2 separate regions of the Danio rerio genome follow, and region 1 is linked to region 2. A link is a contact called in public Hi-C data. All regions are on one chromosome and are shown on one strand. Each heading gives the region's core, a stretch centred on a gene start, on an enhancer-like site or on the middle of the called end of the contact. The rest is flanking DNA. Distances are from core to core; before and after follow the strand shown. Region 1 holds the start of rspo3 (R-spondin 3). Region 2 overlaps trmt11 (tRNA methyltransferase 11 homolog).

Region 1 (6,253 bases), core at 1,998-4,497, 250 kb after region 2:
CATGTCTTTGGACTGTGGGGGAAACCGGAGCACCTAGAGGAAACCCTCACGAACACAGGAAGAACATACAAACTCCACACAGAAATGCCAACTAGCTAAGCCAGGACTTGAACTAGCGACCTTCTTGCTGTAAGGCGACAGTGCTAACCACTGAGCCATCATGCTGCTGTAATGCATTTATGATTTTCTGAAATATTATGAAAACAGCTATCTATCATAAATTGAACGTTATAAAAATGTGCTCGTTTTATTTTTATTAGTTTCATTCCTGTTCTATGATTTCAATTTTGAGTTTTAATTGAAACATCATTTTCATTTCTGGATAACAAACATTGCTGCTGTTAGGAACTTCCACCAGAAGACCTTCATTTCATCCTATAGGATTGTGAGAAGCAGGTGAAAGTGAGACCGCACGTCAATCACCTCTTCCCAGTGTTTATGTTTTGCTTATGCAGCTGACAGTCCCAAACCCTTGATTATCTGTCCTCAGCACATGCCATGATCTTCATCCTCTCCTGTCTACCCAAAACCAAACCTGATCCTTCCTGCTTTAGTGCTAACAACCTCGTGCACTGCTGTTTTAATCCCCTCGACTCCAAATAAGAGTATTTCATGACGCAACTGTGGTCAGCTCTGCACAAAAGCTCATCACACCACTCCCTGCACCGGGATCTGTAGGTTTAACGCTGAAGAATGTGATGGGATCAGGATGGATGAGAGCCAATGGAGCCACTCTGTAATGCCTCTTAGAACAACAAGGACCTGTAATAGACGTATACTGTGTCAGGATTAAACAAATGTAGCGTAGTTAGCATCCGTTTACGCTGACTGCTTCCATGTGTGATATTGCAGGCCTCACACATTTTCACTTACCTTTGCTCCTTGTCGGCGTGGTGCACCTGCCCGGCTTCATTTCAGGCTGCTGACGGCTTCTCTCATCGGCTATCGCATAGAGTGACCAAATGACCTCACCTCCTCTTCCCCGCTCCCCGTTAGAGCTTGTCGCTGGGACTAATTTATCAGAGGAGTAGGGGGCACAAAGAGGTGCTTTATTCTGTCCCCCCTTCCCATATGAAGATCTACTCCCTTGGAATTTCCACCCCCCACATCGACAACCACAGACTAAACCATCTTTTATCCTTTTTTTTTTTTTAATCAAAGACTACTCATTAATGAATAATCAATAACAAAACAACGTCCGTTAAATCCTTCTAATCTGAAAAGCCTCCCTCTCCTGCGGCATGAACAACTGCACTTTACTAGAAGAAGTCCTTCAAAAGTTATGGCATTTTTCCCCTCTGCACCCACTGTGATTGATGGAGAAGCCACAACAGGGGAAACATCGGTCCACCTCATATTCTTATAAACATCAACACGCTGGTTAAGAAAAGCAGGCCTCCCCGTCGCAGTGCCAGACGTGTAAATAAGCTTCCCTGCATGTGGGAGAAAAGAGAACCACTGCGCTGTGCAGCACTCTCACATACAGCAGTAATCACCGCCATTGTTTACGCTCATTTCAAAAATGCTAGGATTTGTCTTTATGTGGCCATTGCTGCATATCAACTGAAATGCATCTCAGACGTGCTAAAAGAAAAGCCCCCACAGTTTGTTTGCTTCTTTGCAGAGTTGTGGCTCTTGTAGCACTGACCCCCTCTAGAGGATCACAGAGGAACTTCCGCAATTATGGCAACCACATGTAGAGTCTCAGCTTTTTGTATTATTATAGGGGCAATGTCAAAGTTAAGATATATTGCTATTAATTTCTTCAAGATCTTGGATATATTTTGTGCTAAATGTATATTTATCTGGTTTTGTTTTTTGTTATAGTGATGTAATAGAACAGAATAACTTTTTTCAAATTCTAATGAAAGTTTTGTAATATAAATACTTGTTTTCTACATGTAAATAAATCCTTTATGTTAAATGTTCTTCATGAAACCCCTGAATAATCTATCTATCTATCTATCTATCTATCTATCTATCTATCTATCTATCTATCTATCTATCTATCTATCTATCTATCTATCTATCTATCTATCTATCTATCTATCTACACTGTAACATCTACAGTAACTTACTGGTTGCAGGTCACCAGTAACTTACTGTAAATCAATTACAGCAAAAATACTGTATTTACAGCACCATTTATCTTGCTCTATTTGTGTTTACATAATTGTATGTATATTTTACTGTAAAACATACAGTAATGTAACTTTAAAACACAATAACATGCTGCATAAATGTCCTACCATAAAATACAGTTCATATTACAGTCAAATACTGTGTAATTTCCAATAATCATTAACAATCTATCTATCTATCTATCTATCTATCTATCTATCTATCTATCTATCTATCTATCTATCTATCTATCTATCTATCTATTCTGTTAACAACTTCCTGTAGCATCTACAGTAACTTACTGTAAATCAATTACAGCAAACAAATACTCTATTTACATTTATAGCACCATTTATCTTCCTCTATTTGTATTTACAGAATTGTATGTATATATTCACAGTAAAATATACAGTAATGCAACTTTAAAACACAATAACATGCTGCATAAATGTCCTACAGTAAAATATCATTCATATTACAGTTAAATACTGTGTAATTTACAAAAATCATTAACAGTCTATCTATCTATCTATCTATCTATCTATCTATCTATCTATCTATCTATCTATCTATCTATCTATCTATCTATACTGTTAAAAATTTCCTGTAGCATCTACAGTATCTTACTGTAAATCAGTTACAGCAAAAATTATCTTGCTCTATTTGTATTTACATAATTTGTATGTATATATTTACTGTCAATTATACAGTAATGTACTTTAAAACACAATAACATGCTGCTTAAATGTCCTATAGTAAAATACAGTTCATATAAATACTGTGTAATTTACGAAAATCATTAACAGTCTGTCTATCTGTCTATCTATCTATCTATCTATCTATCTATCTTTCTATCTATCTATCTATCTATCTATCTATCTATCTATCTATCTATCTGTCTGTCTGTCTGTCTGTCTATCTATCTATTATCAATATGATCTATCTGCCTGTCTGTTTTTTCAAGGTTCTTTAGTTTTGAATAAAAAAGCGTGATATGCTGAAAAAGCGCGTGTTGGTAGCCCGTGGGGTGTCTGACGTGGGGGGCTCGCCCTCTAAATAAACTTTGGAGTTCAGAGAGGGGAAAGAGACGGCAGAGAGCTGAAGTCATCAGTTACCAGACGAGCACACGAGCTGAGAGCAGGCGAGAGATAGTGAATTGCTCAACCGTGAAACTGTGAGCTATCGAGACTGAATAGAGAAAAGCGACGCTATTTACAAATCAGGTTTCACTGAAAAGTTCTTCGAGATGCTGTGATGAGGATGACGCGAGGACCTCCTACACGTCAAGCTCAATAAATAAAGTAACCTTCACACCTGGACGTGTCGTGCTGGATCACAGAGGGGAATACATACAGTCATTCGGGAAGACAATCCAACTTTTTTCTCACCATGCCAATTTAATTTGCTCGCCTCCTCCCCATCTTTACGTTTTGCGCTGGATGGAGAACTAGCACTTTTTCACTGTTTCCATGGAATGAGTGGCTCTCTCTTTGGATATCTCACAGTGGCACATATGTGGATTGCCTCCAATATGTTACTGCCGAATCGGCCCAGGTGCATATGGGCCATTGAAAATTCTCTTTCTTTTGCGCGTGAGCACAACTGGGGCTTCTGCCCGGTTTAGGAATAACATATTGAGTATTGCACACATCACAGTGCGATAAGCGACATTGAAATTGACAAGACAAGCATCATTCCCCTGATTACTATGCAATTGCAACTGATCTCCATTGTTTTGATCTTGCATTTTATGGAATACACAAACTGTCAGCATCACGGCTCCAGGCACCGGGGAAACAAACGTAAGTTCTGCACGCTGCTGATCTGATGCTTTGCGCACACCTGCACTGTAGCGTACACTGGATGTTTGCGTGCATCACTTTTTGGTGGACATGATTTTTGAAACATACTGTGTTGTAATTTTTTCGGTTTAAGAGACTTGAAAAATGTAACACGATTTAAGTAAACATCTATGCATGATGGATGAATGAGGATACGTTTAACGGGTTAGAAATTTAATATTTTAATAATTGTATTTTATGTACATGTTATTGCACATGTGTCTAATATTTAAATACTAAAAGTAAGCAAAAATCACCGGGAACGCCATCAGCTCTTGCATATTGGCAAAAAAAAAAAAAAAAACAGCTGACAATTCAGATATGTGTTTGAATTATTGTTAATTTGAATAGTTGTTATTTAAGTTATTAAGACAGCTATTGACGTTTGCTCATAAACATCCTGGGTTACCAATTGCATAATACTTTTAAACCATAAAGCAGTCGCTTTATTTATGTGCTCTGAGGCTTTTACGTATCTTACTGTAGGCTTTAAGCAATTTAATAAATATACGTATAAATAACAGCAACATATAGCTAATAAACAATATGAATGAATTTGTGAAATCATGATTGTAGACCTTAATGTAAATCCAATATTTTATGTAGCCTAGCTAATTTAGTTCCGTTCATTGTTCCTGTTGTATCTTATTTTCTTTAAAAGTAGCCTAAAAGCAGCTGAGTGGTGCAAACTTTGTAAATACTTCAATAATTCTGTCTGATTTTCGTTTATTGCTTTGGCTTGTCAGATATGATATCGGGTTGATTTTACTAAGTTTGTTTGTTATAATTGTTGATTTTTATGATGGTTTTGGTTGTGATTGGACTGTCTTTGCACGAAAGACCTGGCAACCCTGAAAGAGAGCGCTGTCGCTTCACAGGATTTCTCAGTGAAACTGCGCCTGTCAGAAAATGTGGTTTTGTTGTTCATTGTTGAGATTTATTGGCTTATTTTGAGAAATACATAAAGTACGCGACACTACAGTGAGCAGGGGAGTAAATATGACAGCAATTGTGCACCAAAGATGAACTTTTGATGGAAAACGTTGCTTTGAGGTAAAGACGCGCGATTTACAGATGTTTTCTTTTTAGTAAACACGTGTAATTTGATTCATACACGTAACTTACGTTTACGAGGAACAGACTGCTAGTTTAATCATGCAATTTAGTTACATCATCTACCTTTTTGACTTTGTTGTCGTTTCAACTTCCATTTACAAGCATATAGTTGCTTTGTTTTGCTGTGTCGTGCTGCCTTTTTTGTAATTAGTGCGAACTTTGAAGTAATAATGTATATTCCATTATTATATTTTCTTTGTGCACAACTTATACAGCGTGAGTGTCCAGTTGATTTTCTTGTTTGGATCGCTCTCTAGCGGCCACTGCTTTGCGCAGAAACCCTTTCAACCAAGTAGCGCGGTTGGTGGCTCTTTCTGCTCGCCAACACATTTCTGTACTAAAGGCAAACTTGCTTTTATTGTTTTAGTTTGCAACATTAATTGATTCTATAGAAGCAAAAACTGAAGTTTATTTAACTTTTCTAGCTCAACATTATCTCACACCAGCCAAGGGCTATTTCGCCACCTGTAGTTGAGTGCGTAAAGTACCTGTCAAGAAGTTTTATAGTTCAAGATAACAAGATAACACATTCCCAGTTTGGTTCGAAATGACATTTTAATCAGAAGCATTGCACAAGATTGTAACCAAATATTCAGGGTTGTGAGGAACCTTGTGTAATTTGGGGATCATGTCTCCCCCTTCACTCTCTGTGTTGGTCATAACACTGGATGAAGTGTTTATATGAATATTTTCGGTTAACATGGGAGAGAGAAACAACATTTCGGTAACTGAGCTCTGAAATAAGTAATGCAGGAAAGCTCTTGCTCCTGAGTGTGATTTTGATTTCAATAAGCAATTGCAAGTATGACTTAAAAGGCCTAATTAGAACGACTGCGTAAACATTTGGTCCAAGTTAGTTGGTGACAAAGCCAATTAGATGCAAATGCATAGCTTTGGGTATCAGGGAGCCACAAAAATGCCATCATGGCTATGTGGCTCTCCGTGTGTTATTTCATCGCTGGTAGAACAAAATGATATGGAATTCAAAATGCAAAACGCTTATCCATATTTTTTAAGTTTTAAACGGAAATGATGCCAGAACTTTGGACTGTGGTCAGAACATTGTCTTCAGCATGCTAAATGTGTTTTCTTATGTGGTATATGGGGGAACTATTATGTTTAATCAAACTCTCACAGCTAATTAGATCAATATACATGCTGTCTTTTCGAATTAA
Region 2 (6,515 bases), core at 1,157-3,656:
GCAATTGTTTTTTGCAGCATGTTAATTCATGTATTTTCCTGAAGAGTGATTCATGTCTTAAATGAGTCATGTAATTAAATGAGAAAAGCACATTTTAAGTTAGTATTATTTATTTATTTTATTTTTAATTTTTTTAACTCCAAAGTTCTGCTGTTTGACGCATTTACCAAATTTTCCTTGCCAATCTGTAGCCAATTGTAATCGTTTGTTTTGGTTCAGTTTCCCCAACCCTTGCAGAGCTTGGGGGATCAGAGTGAGCGCTCCTACTTGGCTACACCCTGATTTTATTTTTTATTAAATATTTCTGCTAGTGCATCAGAACTGACAGAAAAAATAAACACAAATATTCAAAAGATATTCATTATTTTCATAAAAATGACTGCAGTTTATTTTATTTTTTACGTTTTTGAAAGACTTTTTATAAAAAAGCAAAAGTAGCGCAACTGTTTTTCACATAATGGGTAAATAAAAATTTGTACCATTCAAATAAATTTATTAAACACCCAATTTACATATTAAACATTAAATACATTTTTTTAAAGTATTTTGTAAAGCTTTGCCATTAGGAATAAACTAAATTTCAACATATAATGTAAGGTTAATATATAACAATATAAAACAACTGTTTAAATGTAATTTAAATTTTAAAATGTAATTTATTTTAAATTGTGATCATTTTAAATAAGATATTTACAATTACTGTTTCACTTATTTTTCGACTGCCATAGACAAATTAATTACCCCTGAAGCACATTTAGTTTTATTTTGGATTACTATCTTTTGATTGCATGTAAATTACCTAAAATGTAATTCATAATGTTTAAGATCCAGCTCTCTTTCCAAGTAGGTCTGTCAAAATACTTTAATGGTAGATGCATTAAAAGGACAAGCTTCATTTAGTACATTTTTTTCTTCTTAATTTACCCTTTTTTCTCCTCTTTTTTTTATTGAATAATGAAAAATGAAGCAATAGATGCTGAAGTTTCACCATCACAGGAATAAGTTACATTTACTCGGTTTTAACTAATATTTGTATCTCACTTGAGCGCTAGAGACAAAAAAAAAATATTCACAAAAATACTATGTTTTTAAATTAACACTAATGTGCACCACAGCTACATATTTCGGCAAAACATACATTTCAATAGGGTGAGAGTAATGCTGTTTTTAAAATAAAACCATGTTATTAAAGGCTTTTTAACTTTATTGCTTACTTTTTTAGTGCCTTGGACTTGGATTTTGTTCTTGGATCTTTATGAATCGCTTATCCAAAAAGCACCAACAAATGAATTACCCCTGAAGCACTTTTAGTTTTATTTTGGATTACTATATTTTGATTGCATGTTAATTGCATAAAATGTAATTCGTAACGTTCAAGATCCAGCTCAGCTTAGTACGTTTTTGTTCTTCTTAATTTACCCTTTTTTTCTCCTCTTTTTTTATTGAAATATTAAAAACTGATGCAGTGGATACTGAAAATCCAGTTTTACCATCACAGGAATAAATTACATTTACTGTTTTATCTCAGGTTTAACAAATACTTGCATCTCACTTGAATTAAAACATTTTTGCCAACCTCAAATGCTTAGCAGAGTTCAGAAGCACTGTCCTGAATGAATTATACTGTAATAAATTTGTTGCTACCTTAAATTAAGTTGAATAATATTAACGTTTTAGGTCAGCTAAGATCATTTACACTGTAAAAACCAACTCTCAAACAAAACTTAAGAATTGTGTTGTTTCAACCTATTTTAAATAAGTAGTTTAAACAAGCAGCAAAAGCCCTTTTTTATTGTACTTGTGACTTGAAAGACCCAGCAAAAATTGTTATAATTTATAACTACTAAATTAATTAAAACCTTGATAAACATTTTTACATAAGTTTATTTAAATACAAACTTCTATCATGACTTTTGATCATATACCTTTTCACAATGTAGGGTTTGCTGACAGTTAAAATTCATAAAGCTATGGGTATGATCGCCACAAGGAGGCGCTGTGGTCAGCGGCTAAATGACTGCATCTTCAGAGCAGGCGTCAGTATAGCAACAGTTGTGTTTATAAACTGTGGTGTCAGAGGAGTGGATGACTGCCGCTGGAATCTGGGGCTTCGCTGTTGATTACCCTTGTAACAGTTCGAAGTGGAAACAGCCCTCAGTATCCAATTCATCCGCTTCGTCCTGAGAATAGGAAGTTCACAGACCAGAGGAAAACACTTCTGTCATAGCAAGCGGCAAGAATTCCCGATTCCTTATGACGCAATGGAGCATTCACAACAAACGAAAATAAATAAATGAGGGATTACAGAGTAACACACAATAACATTTTTTTATGATGGTGTCCACATGTAGACATCAACATGACAGTAAAAAGACAGTGTTTTGATTTGTTTGACACTTTTTTGCCCTTTACTAATTGTTACCACTGCAAACAGAATAAGATTTTTACTGGGTATGGATGTCATAATGCACAAATATAGTATACTTATATACACTTATTTAACTGATTTTCTTTGATTTGATTTTCTTGATTTTTGCCATATTTTGTCATTCAAACATATATATTTTTATTGTTTTAATCTGTAAAAAAAAAACTTAACTACACTCAAAAAAAGCAATTAAGTTGTCCCAAAAATACTCAGGATTTGTGATCATTTCAGCTCATTTTAAATTAGTTTGAAAAAAGCAGCATTTATTTTCTTTGTATAAACTTATGCTGCTAATTATTTAAAGTGAAGCAGGAAGCTTTTATAGTGATGATCATTTTATGAATAAATATATTTAGATTTATTTGACTCATTTCTGACCTTTACTACTTGTTTTATTACCACTGCAAACAGAAAAATAATAATGTTTACTTGACTTCAAAGTTATAATGCATGAATTCAGTATACTAATATAATTTTTTTTTATTTGAAGGTCAATAGATTTGTCATCATTTTACTCATTAAAAAATTCTATATATATATTTTATTTTTATTTTTTTATGTATTTATTTTTATCTTATTTTGTTACCACTGCAAACAGAACAAAAGTCTATTTTACTTCACATGGAAGACATAATGTATGAATCCAGTATACTGATATAAAAAAAAAATTATTTAAAGGTCAATAGATTTTTGTCATCATTTTAGTCAATTAAAATATATATTTTTTAATGTAGTTATTGTTTTCATCTATGAAATAAGTTTGATTAAAATGTTCTGAACCACACTGTAAAAAATACTGGGTTGCACACAATGGAGTAAATTAACTTAATGGTTTTAAAATTTAAGTGCATTGAACATAAAACCATTAAGTTGTCCCCCCCAAAAAATCTCAAGAATTGTGAAGATTTGAGCTGATTTTAAATAAAAAAAATTTGAGTGTATAAAATTATGCTGCTTCAAAGTGAAGCAGTAACCTTCTATAGTGATGATTATTTTCATGAATTAAGATATTTTAATTAATTTGACATATTTCTGACCTTTACTACTTTTTTCGTTATCACCGCAAACAGAAGAATAATCTTTTTTTACATGACATATGCATGAAAACATTATACTAATATAGACCATTTTGAGGGTTGTAAACAAAAACAATGGTTCCAACGTATTTCCTGTTTTACATGTTTAATACCTATAGCTTCTGAGAGTCCAGATTGAGCCACAAATTGATAAATAATGTTATGATAGCTATTTTAACATAAAGTTATGATTGAATTGCCTCTTGTTATACAGTTAGTTTAAATTAAATAGTTAAATAGTTTGATAACAAGCAGGAAATGTTCATGCACCAATTAAATGACCACATTGAAATACTCTATACATTGTTCTTTGAATTGAAGGTTGATAGATTTTTGTCATCATTTTACCCCTTTAAAACATATATTTTTAATGTGGTCATTTTTATCTATGAAAAAAGGGTTGATTAAAAACTTAACTACTGTATAAAAAATGCTGGGTGCCATACAAGACCTTCATGTTGTCCCAACACAAATAAATTGAACAAAAAACTATGCAGTTGTCCCCAAAAAACTCAAGAGTTTTGATGATTTCAGCTCAATGAATTCAGGTCATTTTAAATAAGTATTTTGAAAAAGTAGCAAGAATACATTTCTGACCTTTACTACTTGTTTCGTTACCACCGCAAACAGAAGAATAATCTCTTTTACTGGACATGAACTTGATGAGGTGAAGACAGATATGAGTGTAATCCACATGGGACGTTAGTCAGTCATTAGTACCCCATAATGCACTGACTCATTGCCCTATATTCAGAAATGTGATTCTGTCATGTGATTTCAGCGGCCTCAGAGGGCTCTTTTCCTGGAAAGCTGACATTTGTTAGACATTTCTCCAAGGTGACAGGAGCAGCTCCGTGTAAACAGTGCGATGGATAATATGAGTGCTCCGTATGCCTCCTTGTTTTGCTTTGTCAGGTCCGTTGAAAAGAGGGCACATAATTTATGATTTGTTTGAAACGCAGCTAACTGTGTGTGCGCAATGCTTTGTGGATCAGTGGCTTTGCGTGGATGAGGTTCGGCTACAGCTAGCAACCCTCGAAATGTTATTTTTCATTGATTTCAGGCCATATTTACGTAATCGTCTGAAAAATGAAGGGAGTCGGTGCGTGCGAACGCGTCTGTCAGCGCGTGAATGTTAACAGCCCACCAGCTCAACTCCCTGCTGAGTTAATGTCCCTACTAACTGTCTTCACAGCCGCTGGGAACAATGAAGAGTTTGGAGGTTCGCAGTGTTTCTTATGGTTAAGGCAGGCCTCCAGATAGTGATGAAATCAGTCACTAATTCAACAAAAAGTGTGATAAAATCTAGACACGAGTGGTGATGTATGTGGTTTTTATCAGGTAGTATTTCTTGAATGAACACAACAGCTGTGTAGGGGCAGCATTCCAAGGCAGGAAGGTATCAAGGCACGTTTAAATCCAAATTCTGCTTCACATCTCTCTGGAGATACTTTCTTCTGAGTGAGTTTTAGACGTATCCTTCATAGCCTTTGATATCCTACAAACCTGTGCATCCCGTTTCTGACAGTTTAGCTAAAATTTAAAGACTTGGGTGTCGTTTTTTGTGTAAATTAGGGCTGCACAGTATATCGTTTCAGCATTGAAATTGCAATGTGTGTGTCTACAATAATCAAATCGCACAGATCTGCAATGTTGAGTCTGAATTATAGTTGACTAGGAGCTACAGAATTGTAATTAATCAATGTATTTGTACAAAACTTTTATGGTTTATGCAAGACATTTTTTTTGTTGTTGTTTCTAGTCCAAATATCTACATTTCAAAGCAAAAAAACAACAGATTATTTCAGCTTGTTTTAAGGAAAATCTCTTAATTGTGACTTATTTCTTCTGACAGAGAAAACAAAACAATATTTTTACTTGCTCTAGAAACAAGACAAAGTAAAAAAAAGCATTTTTTTCTATTGTGGCTATTAAATATCTGTACCTGCATACTGTTAGACTTGCTAGAAAACTATCAAATGGTGCTATTCAAACCTTCTTGTAAAACGATATTTATATTGCAATATTTATTGAAGAAAAAAAAATATCTTGGAAACCTTGTTTCCATAAATCTTGAAAGTACTTGAATTTGAGACATGGATTCAAGCTCTTAAAAACAGCCAAGTTCTTGAAAGTTCTTGAATTATATTTGAACTTAAGTTTGTGCTAATTCAACAATTGTATCAGAAAAAAATTAAGATTCTTAAATTAAAAAATATTCATAATCCTCTTTCAGAAACCACGTTTAATTATTATCAGTATTGAACTCAAGTTTTAATAAAGTTATCTATGGCTGTTTAAAACAGTCTACATTTTTAAAAATGACACCTTCAAAATAAATGGCACTTTATAAATTCCTTGAAGTCTTTCAATCGGGTGTTAATGAAATAGTTGGAACTCTGTTTTAGGTATGGGCCGGTATAAGATTCTGATGGTATGATAACCTTGGACAAAAATATCGCTGTTTCACAGTATTGTGATTACTGCTCTAAAATTTTTTTAAATGTCTGGGTAAAAACACTTAATATTTAATATTTAAGCACAATATATTTTATTTTGAGAAACATTTTAAATATTTTGTAGTAGTAAACATGTCAGGCAGTATAATTCAAATAAAGCATTGACTTCTGTTTTCTTCATTAGTTTCAAGAACACAGATTTCTTTACCAATTAAAACGACTTCTTTGGAGATCTTTTTTTGCTGGTCTATGGTATTGCAGAAAATTTTGGCAGTTTTAAAATTTTGAATTTTCCAAATCGCGGTATACCTTGAAAACGGTTATCGTCCCATGCTTACTCTGTATAGTTGATCAGCACAACAGCTGAGAATACATGAGATTGCAAAGTATAACAATAACAGATTGAAATTTAATCATTTTGCTGTGTTTTAAAGGCATAGCGTTCTGGCACAAAAAAGTACATTTGTAGCTTTATGAAGAATAATTTTACTTAATTAATACAATGATCACTATACAGCGTTATTTTACATTTCATTATTCACTTTCTGTACT

What was found. Hi-C and Micro-C count contacts between places; a contact is called where the count stands out from the background.
Region 1: a Hi-C map of an unstated tissue shows a contact between it and region 2, with 6 times the contacts expected there. The contact joins the promoter of rspo3 here to the enhancer-like site in region 2. A contact is called at or near these places in 1 of 18 Hi-C or Micro-C datasets (an unstated tissue) and 2 of 4 datasets of contacts at active chromatin or transcription factors (caudal fin and embryo).

The regions. Positions count from the first base shown.
Region 1 is chr16:44,722,788-44,729,040 of GRCz12tu, forward strand. rspo3 (R-spondin 3) reads left to right here and starts at 3,248. Exons shown (of 6, transcript NM_001017358.1): 1 at 3,248-3,923. The coding sequence starts at 3,830.
Region 2 is chr16:44,468,970-44,475,484 of GRCz12tu, forward strand. All of the region lies in intron 11 of trmt11 (tRNA methyltransferase 11 homolog), which reads left to right. Among named protein-coding and RNA genes, the nearest start is that of trmt11, 19 kb to the left of the region's middle. Within about 2 kb of position 2,407, at least 8 of the 62 cell types and tissues checked have an H3K27ac peak or open chromatin away from gene starts, as enhancers often do.